Linked DNA regions of Mus musculus: region 2 is linked to region 1. A link is a contact called in public Hi-C data. All regions are on one chromosome and are shown on one strand. The core of a region is the stretch at or near the end of the contact, and the rest is flanking DNA. Distances in the headings are between cores, read along the strand shown. Region 1 has its middle 30 kb from the start of Gm15326. Region 2 has its middle 28 kb from the start of Ankrd55.

What was found. A called contact is a pair of places that touch in the nucleus more often than the background predicts.
Region 2: a contact with region 1 is called in a Hi-C map of bone marrow-derived macrophages, with 19 read pairs. The contact joins two enhancer-like sites. A contact is called at or near these places in 3 of 15 datasets of contacts at CTCF or cohesin (embryonic stem cells, large pre-B cells and stem cell-derived epiblast-like cells), 12 of 484 Hi-C or Micro-C datasets (bone marrow-derived macrophages, cerebral cortex, cortical neurons and 8 more), 6 of 115 datasets of contacts at active chromatin or transcription factors (bone marrow-derived macrophages, embryonic basal ganglia, embryonic stem cells and 3 more) and 1 of 9 other capture datasets (embryonic stem cells).

What each region holds. Positions count from the first base shown.
Region 1 is chr13:111,894,496-111,900,448 of GRCm38.p6, reverse strand. No RefSeq gene overlaps it. Among named protein-coding and RNA genes, the nearest start is that of Gm15326, 30 kb to the right of the region's middle. Within about 2 kb of position 3,913, at least 63 of the 459 cell types and tissues checked have an H3K27ac peak or open chromatin away from gene starts, as enhancers often do. A contact at or near this core is called in bone marrow-derived macrophages, where this site is marked.
Region 2 is chr13:112,257,224-112,263,465 of GRCm38.p6, reverse strand. No RefSeq gene overlaps it. Among named protein-coding and RNA genes, the nearest start is that of Ankrd55, 28 kb to the left of the region's middle. Within about 2 kb of position 4,720, at least 42 of the 459 cell types and tissues checked have an H3K27ac peak or open chromatin away from gene starts, as enhancers often do. A contact at or near this core is called in bone marrow-derived macrophages, where this site is marked.

The DNA of each region.
Region 1 (5,953 bases), core at 2,664-5,163:
ACACGAGACCTTGCCTCAAACAAGATAGAAGCTAAGAAATGACATTTTTGTATGCACACATACATACATATACATAACCACACACACACACACACACACACACACACACAATCACTAAACCACTTGCTCAGATGCCCCATTCGGTCATTACTCTGTCTCTTCTTCATGGTAAGCCATTCCACAGTTTGATGATCAAAGCATGCTACTGGTGAAGTTAAGGTTCATGGATAGCTATATGGGATCATTGTGTGTCACAACATGTGATGTCTGTGTATGTAAGATATATATATATATATATATATACACACACATACACATATACACACACATACACATACACACACACACACACATACACATACACATACATATACATATATATGGGGGTTGAGTGGGTGTGGGTATACATATACATACACACACACACATAAAGTTATATAAGTCCATGTAAAATGCCATTATGCTTTCTGGGTCAGAACAATAATCACATGACCACTTCTGCATCAGTCACTGGATGGATTTATATAACTGAGTCAGACAATCATAAGCACTTACTAAAACTGAGCCTGCTGCTGTCTAATTAAAACTAAGTTTCTTATTGTCAAAGAAGACATGAGAATAGCAGCTGTGTACATAAACAGTGTCTTGTATAAGCATCGTTGCTTACCGTGCGTTTGATATGAGGCAGCAGAGGGAAAGGAACAAATGGAAGTGTTTGCCTTCAAGTCCCTCTTCCTGGCATATTAGCGTAGCTCTGCCAGGCCTTGCTAGGTAAGGAAACCCTGGTCTGTGAGCCTGCTTCCATGTCCACTCTCTCCCATGACCTTACTCACTCTTCCAAATGTGTTTGCCCCCCATTGCCTGGGCTGTGCCCCTGTGTCATGTCCTAGAGCTCTAGACTCTGTTTTACTTCTCTACCTTCAGTAGCGAACAGGTTTAACAGCAAAGCCAGCAATGTAAAGTCCCATGTTTAGAAGCTCCCCGGTGTCCAGAGGCAGCTCTTATTTATATCCTCCTTGGTTCTGAGAGCCTACCACTTTCACAAAATTCTACTAGTTTCCACACAACAATGATATGAAGTACAGGGTGCGGATATAGAAGAGACTGGACAATTTATCCAAAACTATCAGCTTAGACCATGGAAGCAGCTTCTTGTGAGCCCTCCTGACTCCCAGCTTCATCCGTGGATGTTCATCCCCATCAATGTTATTGATGAATTGTTCTGTGTGAGTTCTTCATACAGCTAACAGCCGACCTGGTTGAACAAGGCAGAGCTGGGATTCAGTGAGAAAATATTGAACAAATTTGGCAGTTCCTTTCCTCTTCTCGAGAATAGAGAGCAGAGATAGTTGATCCCTGTCAAGCTTAAAGGAAGGGGACCCTTGGGAAGACAGATCACTGGCACTTCATCTTCTTGTCCCTTTTAAGCCACACACTACATAAGAGTCTGTGAACTAAGCAAAACCAGACAGTTGGCCGATCTTACGTAGCTTGTACCTCAGAAATAGCTTGATGAACGGCTTTTCTACAAAACATTGGACTCTTCAGTTCCCCATAAGATTGGAGCTCTCTGGGAGAAAGATTTTTAAAAGTCACTAAGCCGTCTGAAGTGGGCCCAAAGGAAACCTGTTCTCCCCACTTGCCTCTCCAGCGCCATTTTGCCCTTGTCAGTTTCCACTCTGAAACCAGCAGAGGCTGTCTGTGAGAAGATGTGGCCTAAAGGAGTGGTCCTTGCTGGTTTCTGCACGTGGAAAGAATTCAGCCTAGAGAGGAAGGTGTAGAGCGCTGTTTCTTTCTTTGGCGCATCCTTGTTTCTTGTTGCTCTTGTTGAGCTATGGATACTTAGGTTTTTAAATGGGATCAATGCAAGTCTGAATCCTTTCTCCAGATATTTCTCTACCTGCAAGGAGGAGGTTTCAAAAAAGCCAAACCAGCTGTCTAAGCCATGCCACTGAAGCCCGTAGCTCCCTGGCTCTGGCTCCCAGGAGATAGCAGATGTGTATTCATGGATATAACCATATAAACAACCCAAAAAGCTACAAAGAAGTAAGGCAGGTGGTCTCGGAGAGAGACTGGAGCTTCTCAGATGGCCCAAAGGGCTATGTAAAATAAATAAGAACAATATAGTAATTTTTGCCTACATTTGCTTTCATTAAGACACCAACACACACACACACTACTACCATCAACAACTATAACAACACCCTCACAGGATCATTTGAAAATGTGTGACATAACATCATTATGTATATAATATAAAGTATGTCCATGAAAGTGAAGATATGGAAGTCTTCCCAATTCTCCCCATGTTTCCTCCCTGTGAGATCTATTGTTGATAGACTAGAGACTTGCCTGTACAGTTCCTTTTATGTAAACACAACACATTCATGTCTCCACCTCCTTTCCTTACATCTTCCCTGGTATCACCTGCATCCCACACTTCTATAATTAGCACAAAGGCCTGTAGCTACCTCATACCACTAAGCATAAAGGAAAAAACAAATATTAACCCAGCATTGCCCCAAGCTTGGTGCTTAAAAATAACAAATAAATAACTTGATATCTCAACCCGAAATTATGACTGCTAGTGCAACAAGAACCTCCCAGAATCTTTATGACTCTAGAAAATTCCAAGAAAGCCATCAGCCAACTGTTACTGAAGACTGTTAAAAAAACATCTTGCATAAGACCTCTGGGTCTTAGTCACTCACAACTTTTAACCATAATTCTATGATGTGCACAATTGTGGCTATGTTCTTAACAGTTATAAGATGGATACAGATATACTTTTTAGTTTTTTTGGAGGGGTTGATTGGTTGGTCTTTATATGGTTGGTTGAGTTTTTTTTTGTTTTTGTTTTGTAGTGCTGGGATTCAAATCCAGGTCTTTGTGAACACTCCTCCACTGGGCCACAGCACTAAGCCATGGTCCTAACCACAGGGGTGTGTGTGTGTGTGTGTGTGTGTGTGTGTGTGTGTGTGTGTGTTGTATATATGTGTGTGTTATGTGTGCGTGTATGTGTGTTATGTGTGTGTGTGTGTGTGTGTGTGTTGTATATATGTATGTGTTATGTGTGCGTGTGTGTGTGTTATGTGTGTGTGTGTTGTATGTGTGGTATGGGGGGGTGTTGTATGTATGTGTGTGTTATGTGTGTGTGGGTGTTGTATGTATGTGTGTGTGTGTTGTATGTGTGGTGTGGGGGGGTTGGGGTGCGAAGTATTGAACATATTGGGACTATTGAAGCAATTAAGAGAGCTGAAGCTCTACTGGGCTGCTAAACTGCTGTGAAGTCCACACCTTGATTTCTAAACCCACTAACCTGTACCTTGATTTAGAGGTCGATTGCCAATGCAATCCTACACTCCATCTCCTCGGCCTCCTCCCATGCCTGTACAGTGATGGTGCTGATGCACATCTTGTACTGGAAAGCAATATCCCCTCACTCATTACCTCTCTGCACCCCACCTGTAGCGGCCAATCCTGGCTGTCGAGTTGATGGGATCTGGAATCAAGTAAGAGATAAGGAGCCAGTATGTCTGGGAGAGGTATAACTGAGGTGGGGAGACCAACCTGACCTGGACATTCCAGGGGTTCAAATCCCAGACTGAATAAAAGGGAGTATGCATCGAAACGCCAGTGTGTGTGCGTGCATGAGTACGTGTGTGTGTGACCAGCTGCTTCACACCCCTGTCCTATGAACTGTGATCTCAAACTGAGCCATAATAAACTCTTCCTCCCTCCCTGAAGCCGTTTTTGACAAGTATTTGTCACAGCAACATGAAAAAGTAACTACCACATTATCTTATGTTTGTCAAGCCACAAACCTCCATCTTTCTATAAGGAAGTAAGAACTGTACCCCCAGACTGTGAGAGCACAGAAGACAATGCAGAAGTCTACAGAAGGAACAGGAAGGGAGAGGAATGGGGGAAGGAACCTCAGATTCTAGTTTAAGGAATCAGTGTGACAGGAAATGACAAAGGGGAGGGGCAGCTTTAATAACAAACCTGATATACTGGCAGCTCTCTAAAAACTGGGAGCGTCTGCTCAAGTCTCCACCTCCAGTGGGTTGAGGAGCCTCCCCAAACAGTCTTCCTTCCTTGGAGGAGAGGCTGAGAGAAGCGGCTTTTTCATGAATGTGCAGTCCTTTGAATTTTGCCTTTCAACTGCCAGATAACAGCCACACGTGAAGGAATGTGCCTACTTCATCATGCTAATCCCTGCTACCCAGCCCAGATGGAATGGAGGGAGATAGGCAGGCTCTCATCTTTGCACTGCTTGGATCCTATCTATAGTGGATCATTGCAAAGTCTCCAGAAGAAAGACAGAGAAAGAAAAAGGGAAGAGGAGAGGAGGGGAGGGGAGGGAGGGAGGGAAGAGAGGAGAAGGAAGGGGAGAAAATGACGGGGAGGAGAAGAGGGGAAGGAGGAAAAGGAAGGAAAGAATAAAGGACCTACCCTGACCATAGACAGAAATAACCCCAGACAAGTTCATCTCTCTTAATCAAGATAAGTTTCTTGCAGGTAGCTGTATGCACCACCATTTATGTAGCTGATCATAAAACCAGAGACAGTGGGATTCAGGATCATAGCATTCCACCACACTCTTCACCCCTCACCGCACCAGGAGAATGTTCTCAAAGGCAGATTTCTATTCCACAAGCAACCGCACTTCTACCATAGGAAAACCATTCTACAACCCTAAGAGAAGGTATGGGCTTGCAGCCTAGTGCTTCAAGAAAGCAGGAAGACCAAACACTTGCTGAGGGTCCACTGTGAGGGTGGAGCAGTTGCATGTGCCATCTCTATGGAAGTCCTATTTGGAACGAAGATGTTATTTCTGTGCCTGGTGCACAGGCTCTGTGATGAAGAGTCTCATTACAGAGAGTCTATTTACCACTTTTCCAGTTGCTTTGCAAGCTGTTTTTTTTTTTTTTTTTTTTGGTTGGTTGGTTTGGTTTGGTTTGGTTTGGTTTGGGGTTTTTGGTTTTTTTTTTTTGTTGTTGTTGTTGTTGTTGTTTTGTTTTTTGGTTTGGTTTTATTTATTTATTTATTTATTTTTCTTTTGAGTCTTGGCTCAGAAGACAGCCAAAGAGCATAACACCAACCTCTCACCCTGAAGGTGTCCTGGTCTCAATCTCACTCTGTTGGTTGCCAGCCCAACCTCCTTTATGTAACAGGCAGACCTCACTGGGTGTGGCAGACATGCCCGGACTGGAGACAAACTGCACATTTCTTTTTGGGGACCAGCCTTTGGGGGTAACTTTTGTGCAGTGTCATCATGTGCCCACTGTCCCTGGTCTCTCAAGGCAAAAGTTGAAGCTCTGAATACAAAAGAGGAGCCCGGACCACAGGTTGATGTGGAATGACAGTCAAGTCTGGATGCCTGCTTTGGCTGGAGGCGGAGGAGGAGGCGGAGGCGGAGGCGGAGGCGGAGGCGGAGGCGGAGGCGGAGGCGGAGCTCAGCGATCAGCTAGGTGCTCACCTACCATGCACCGCTGGGTCCCTTGGGTTCCAAGCACAGGAGCACAAAGGTTGGTTGGAAGGAGACCAGAGCCTCGTCATGGGATAGTTATAGATTGTGCCAGTTGGGCGGGCCTTCCAGAGTGGCTCTTTGGTCCATCAGAGGAAGTTGGGGTGCTGACTGACAGGAGCACTGTAGGCAGGAGCACCTCATGAAACAGATGAGGGTGCTACACAAATGTGGTCCAGAGGCACTCTGTCCAGTCAGCAACCCTAGAAGACTCGCTTCAAGCAAACAGGTGGCTTCTCCAGGAGTGAACCGCTTCTTCGAAAGAGTTTAAAAACATGTGGCTAGCTCTACCGAGACTGGTTACTATCATTCTCTCGGTGGTTTTGAGATTATTGTATTTTCCTCTTCCCTTTCCTCCTTCCAACCCCTTCCTTTGCTCTCTTTCAAACACATAACCTCTGTTTCTTTAACTATTGTTACATA
Region 2 (6,242 bases), core at 3,471-5,970, 360 kb before region 1:
CTCATTTGTCAGCCACACATGTTCTCACTCTCTCTTTCCCCCCAAAGACTTCTCTTTTCTCCAGCCAGGAGCCAGGTCTATTCTCCCGTTCTGTGCATGGTCTGCTAACCCATGCTGTGAGCTTCCTGGCAAGGCAGATCCCCTGATGTTTAAGGGCAGGATCTGGTTTGCTTTAGAATAGAGTTTTGACAAGTCGTTTGAACTTTTCATATTCCCTCGATGAGAATAATAATAGTTTCAACCTCATAAGGATGCTCTAGGGATTTAAACAGATAAAGTTTAGAAAACGTCTGATACAGAGGATGGAACCAAACAAGCTCCCAGAACCCAGCAGCTAATGTTCGCATTCGACAGATTATATGATGTTTTATTGCTTTTGATTGTGCCTCCTCTCCCTGAGTAGCTAGTCAGCTTCTTGTATTCAGAGCCCACACTTAATGACATTTGGTATATTTTTTAATGTATTTGAGTACACTGTAGCTGTCTTCAGACACACCAGAAAAGGGCATCCGATCCCATTACAGATGATTGTGAGCCTCCATGTGGTTGCTGGGAATTGAACTCAGGACCTCTGGAAGAGCAGTCAGGGCTCTTAACCGCTGAGCCATCTCTCCAGCCCCAACATTTGGTAATCTTTGCACTCCCTTATATAGTCTAAATATGATAGGCACATTAACATGCTTTTAAGAAACCTATTAACCATTCTTTGCTAGCATTATGGAATAAAGTTCACCTTCAGGATTTAGATTTTTTATATAGCAAATCTAACTAGACGCTGGCTGAGGACCTCACAGCCATGTGCCAAGAAACAATAAAGCTGTTGACTCGGTGCTACTCATTAGATAGCATTTTGCTCAAAATAAAGTAGTGTGCTGGCGCTAATAGATAGTTATTGAGACAAAGAGTTTATTTTCTATACCTTGGATATTACCAGGCTGGGGAGCCACAAGACAAGCAGAGGAATACATGAAAGATAAAATAATATTGATTTAAAGACCTAGGACATGTGTAGCATTTTTCACCGAGAGGTTATAGTGAACATGGGCTGGTCCTGCGTTCCTCCATCTCACCCAGCACCCAGCCTTGGGACACTGTCATATGTGTGAGTTTTTATGTGGTATAAACAACTTAAAGGGAGGAAGTTTTAATTACATAGTGAAAAAGAAGTAAGCTCCTGGTTTCTGGGGGCTTTGTCTATGGCTGCTTGGCCTCGTGCACTTGGGATAAATATCATGGGGGCAGAAGATCTTCTTCACTGTGGACAAGAATGGAGAAAGGAAGAGGGGAGGAGACCGGGGCAGGTACAGCTCTAGAGGACATAGACTCAGTGACTTAGCTCCTTTGAGTAAGCCCTACCTCCTGCCTACCTTTCACTCTCTCTCTGTATTGCTGCTGGATAACCGAGCCCTTCAAGGGATTCATCCACTGGCTAGAGCAGAACCCTTATGTCTGTCTAGCAACACCACCACAGACACGCACTGGGGTGTGCCTCTCTACCCACCTAGGTTTCTCTTGATCCAATCAAGTTAAACATAAAAATAACCACCCCTGATGCCAGCAGAGTCAGAATTCTGTTTCTTCCCCTTTTGTTTCCTTCAGTTTTCTCTACTCTCAAAAGGATTCACAACTGCTTTCTGTTTTTCTGCCAAAGGTGGATGTGTTTGCAATGTTATTCTCTACTTCAAATGCAGACGAGGGCACCTGTGCTCCCTGGAGACTAGGTGAGTTTCTCGGGCCTTTTGTGCGTGCACTGGGGATCCTGGGGGTTAAATGTCACTCCTCTAAGAGAGCAATGCATCTTTCACCACATCGAAGAGCCTAATCCCACACTTTGTTTGAGCAGAGAAACAGGAGCAGAAAGCGTAAGAAGAGTTCTTAAGAAGTTCTTAAGAAGAGAGACTGGGTTTTGTGGCTGAAAGCTGACACCTAAAGAAGCAAAGAGGAGTCAGTCAGGCCTTACTGGGAAATGTGAGGTTGGCGGCCTGGGATCCCAGCACTTAGGAGAGGCAGAGGGAGGAGAGCTGAGATGAACCAGCACCATGAGCACCAGGGCGAGAGATGTCATAGAAACACCAGACTGGATGGATGGGTCGGATGCTGAGCACACCCATAGATGGAGCATCCTAACTCCATACGGCGCTCTGTGGCCTCAGACTTCACTGAAAGCTTTAGCCCCCTTTGGAGAGTCAGTGCCTGACCCAGGCCTGCTTGGTTGCTGTTTAGTGGTTTAGCTTCACCATGGACATCAGAAGAAAGTATGTGCCTTGGGTGACGATGTCACAGAATAGGTGGTGGAAGGAGATATAGTATTAAATCTTTGAAAAACGTATATATGTATTCAATGTACTGTAATCATATCCACTCTTCAATACTTCTCTCAAACTACCTCAGAACGCCACCAGCCCACCCTCCTCCCAATTTCATGCCTTCTTTAATTATAAATACTAATGTTACTAGTAACTAACTCCCTAGCGTCAATTAGTGCCTAAGCATGGGGACATAAAGTAGGACACAGGCAATCTATTATTGGCTACATTTCCCCCACAAATGTGACTCTGTCTCTCAACAGCCATCATCTGTCAGTGGCTTCGATGTTAGAAATGGAATGTTAGTTCCATCATGTAACCCCCTCTCCATCCATGCTGGGACTTTGACTGGCTTGATCTTATACAGGTCTTGTGTAGCCAGCCAGAGATGCTGTGAGTTAATAGGTGTGCAACAACTCTGTTATGTTAGGAACGCAGCACTTCACGGAACGTAGTGCCCCTCCTTATTCTACAGCTCTTACATTCTTCCCGTACCTTCGTCTGTCATGTCTTCCTTGAGCCTTGGATGAGAGTGAGTAGAGGTGATATAGAAGAACCATCTACTGCTGAATTCTCACACTCACTTGTTCACAGCACTTCTACAAGATCTGAGTCTTTGCATCAGGGCAAAAAGAAACTTCTCTGACCTAGCTTGAGAGCAGCACAATCTATGAGTGTAAATATAAATAGTGAGAAGGCAGCTTGACACATTACCATTTCAGGAAACACCATTAAGTCCCTCGTCTAAAACTGGAACTATCTAGATCTCTCTAGTCATAGTTTTTAACTCAGTTTACAGTGCCAGATATGAAGTCCCTCCAGTGAAATAGGTCTCAAATCCAATCAGAACATGATTGGTTACCACTACAACTATTATGTATCAGTGGGCACAATGCGCTGGCAGGTTGTTATGTGGGTAACACCACATAGCATGTGGGTAAGACCACTGTTTTCTCTTCCTGAGCCAACTTCCCAACACCCTCCAGCACCATGAAAACTAGCCAGCAGGAAGAGAACTTCCTGATAAGTTTGAGATTGAATTCTTGATGTCTTTCAACTAAAGTGTATGGTGTATTCAGCAAAAGAACTTCCCCCTGAACCCCACTTAGTTATGTTGGCAACCAAGATCAAACAACAGCCTACATAGTTCTGGATCCCTCCAGGGCCCCTCTGACCAATAACTTGGTGGGCAAAATTTCATGTCCAGCACTGAAATCTTCAGGAAGGACTTAAACAGAGAAGGAGGATCTAGGGTTTTGGCAGCAAAAGGACCAGAGAGTGAGAAATGGAAAACCAAGCACACTTTCTCTTGGATCATTTCTGTATAGTGCAGCAGAATTGTTTGCCACCCTGAGAAGTACAACAATAGCAGCAACAATAACAGCAGCAGCAGCAACAACAGCAACAACAACAACAGCAACAACAGTAACAGCAGCAATAACATCATCATCAACAATAACAAAACCAAGTCAAGGTGTGCACAGGCTAGATCCAGCCCTTCAGGTTACACACTGAGACTTGGCCATCTAGAGATGCAGTGCACTGCAGCAGCCAGTTGGGGTCAGAGGTGCTTCATCTCAGAGAGCATCCAGGCTTTGCCTATAGCTAGCTCTGTCTTTAATTTCTCAAACTTGCAAACCCTCTACAGTCAGAAAGCCAGTTTAAATTCTCTTGGAGTTTACATTTCTGACCAGGTAGAGCCGATGCCTGGGAAGAAAGAAGTGTCTGATCTCATGGGCCTTGGCGAGGAGATTGGTTTCAACTTTAAAACACTGAGAGTTTTGAGTTTTGTCCACTTGTTCTCGTCCTATCCCATGTACCTCTGTAGATTGTGGATACAGGGCTCTCAAGGACACTGAGCAGTCATGGACACAGAAAAATCATCTCCTTGGCTTAAGCGTGCAAACACCTGGAACGGAGGACTCCAGCCTAGCTTCCTAAATCCTTATCTCCATGGTACCCTGAACACATTGCTTAAGTGATATTGGTGGGTGTAATTGGCTCATAAGTGTTTATAAGCATCCAGGTCAGAATAAGCTTGTGATAACCAACTCTATATATCTCTTTCTGCAGCCTACCTAAGGGATATCACGGGGATAGATAGATGGACAGGATCCATTGTTAGGATTGTTAGGGCCATAAAAATGTGCAAGTGTGGAAAGCCAGGACCTTCCTCCTGTGTTAACCAGCTTTCTGTCACTACAACAAAATACCCAAAGACGTTCAAATTTACAAAGAGGAAAGGTTTGCTTTGGCCATGGGGTTGGAGGTACTACTTGGTCCTATTGCATGTGAACTTGTGTAACAAGGCAAGGTAGAATCATATCACGGTGCCGTGGTAAAGCAACTGTTGACCATGTGGTCAGAATGTGGTAGAAAAGGAAGAGGCAGAGAGGAGGGCCCCAAGGACTACACAACCTCCTACTAGGCCTCTTAAAACGTTTGTCATCTCCCAGTAATGCCAAGTTGACTAAGTCTTTAGTACACAGGTCTTTGGGAGGAGGTGGGGGGCGGCTTTCTAGATTCTAGATATAAACCGCAGTGTTTGAAAGCTGGTTGCGAAACATCTGCGTGCACATCGATGACGACATACATTAGCTGCTCAGCCCAGAAGGCATCTGTGAAAGAGGAGGGGTAATCTCTGAGAATCAAAAGGATCTTCCAGGATAAATCGGTCTAGAAACTATAGTCAAGAATCCCCCAAAGTGATTTTCCTGTCAAGGGCAAAGAAGACATTAAGTCAAAATTTCCTGTAGAATTTTTAATGGTTAGGCGATGGTGCTAAATGGCCCACAAAGCCACGTGACCTCCTTCCCTTTCTAATCCTAATCTTAGACCTTGAGAAAAATCTCAAACCTCTTTAGAAAGAGGCATTATTGTTTCTACAAAGTGTGTGTATGTGTGCGTGTGCGCGTGCGCGTGCGCGTGTGCGTGTGCGTGTGTGTGTGTGTGTGCGTGTGCGTGTGTGTGTGTGTGTGCGTGTGCGTGTGTGTGTGTGTGTGTGGTGTGGGGGGGGGAGTGAAGTTGAGGGACACCATCAGAAGGAAAGAGTGGCTATCTTTCTCCTTTGTGTCACATCAGGGACCATTGAACAATGTATGTTTGCTCATGTTTGTACAACGCAAGAATTTAAACCCATAAAATCAGCTTTGCTTAGGGGAGACAGTTTCACAGGCATAGATGATCATCCTTGCCGCTCCTTCAAAGTTGCTGGGAGACATGGTCAACGAGTCTGCTGGAGTGTAATGTTTAGAGCATTTTATTCACAGGGAGCATTTTAATCTACATTTTTATTGTTGTAATTAAGTGATTTGAAAGACATTATAGACCTGGTGGTGTTCTGGGTGTTTTGGGAAGATGGCCAAATACAGATGGCAACTCATTGGCTCTCTTTATGTAGCCCTGGCTGGCCTGGAACTCACTATGGAGACCAGGCTGTCCTCTAATTTAGAAATCTACCTGCATCTACCTCCTGAGTGCTGGAATTAAAGGTGTGTGTGATGATGCCTGTCTGCTGAGCTGAGTACTTCAAACTGATCTATGGGACTTGAAGTTAGCTTTAGGAAAAGAATTAACGAAGAAATCAACGACCAGTGAAGGCCTGGAGAAACAGAAGTCAAGAGGTGGAGTTGTTGCTCTGAGGATAATCCAGGGCTGAGTAAAGCTTTCTGGAATCACCAATCTAAGGCTGGCTTCTCAGAGGGGCATGAAAAGGCTGGTTCTGGGGTCTCTGAAAGCTGGAGCCAACTGCTGCTGCTGCTGCTGCCCCTGCTGCTACTACTACTACTACTGCACCCACAGGAAGAGCAGTAAACAGAAGGATTGGGTCCGTGCACTTCGGTCCTCACATCCTAAGCCACCCTAAGCTAACTGAGGTACTTACCTTTCTGTGCCTGCTTTCTTTTTCTTTTTTTCCACTTAGCACAATGATTTCTG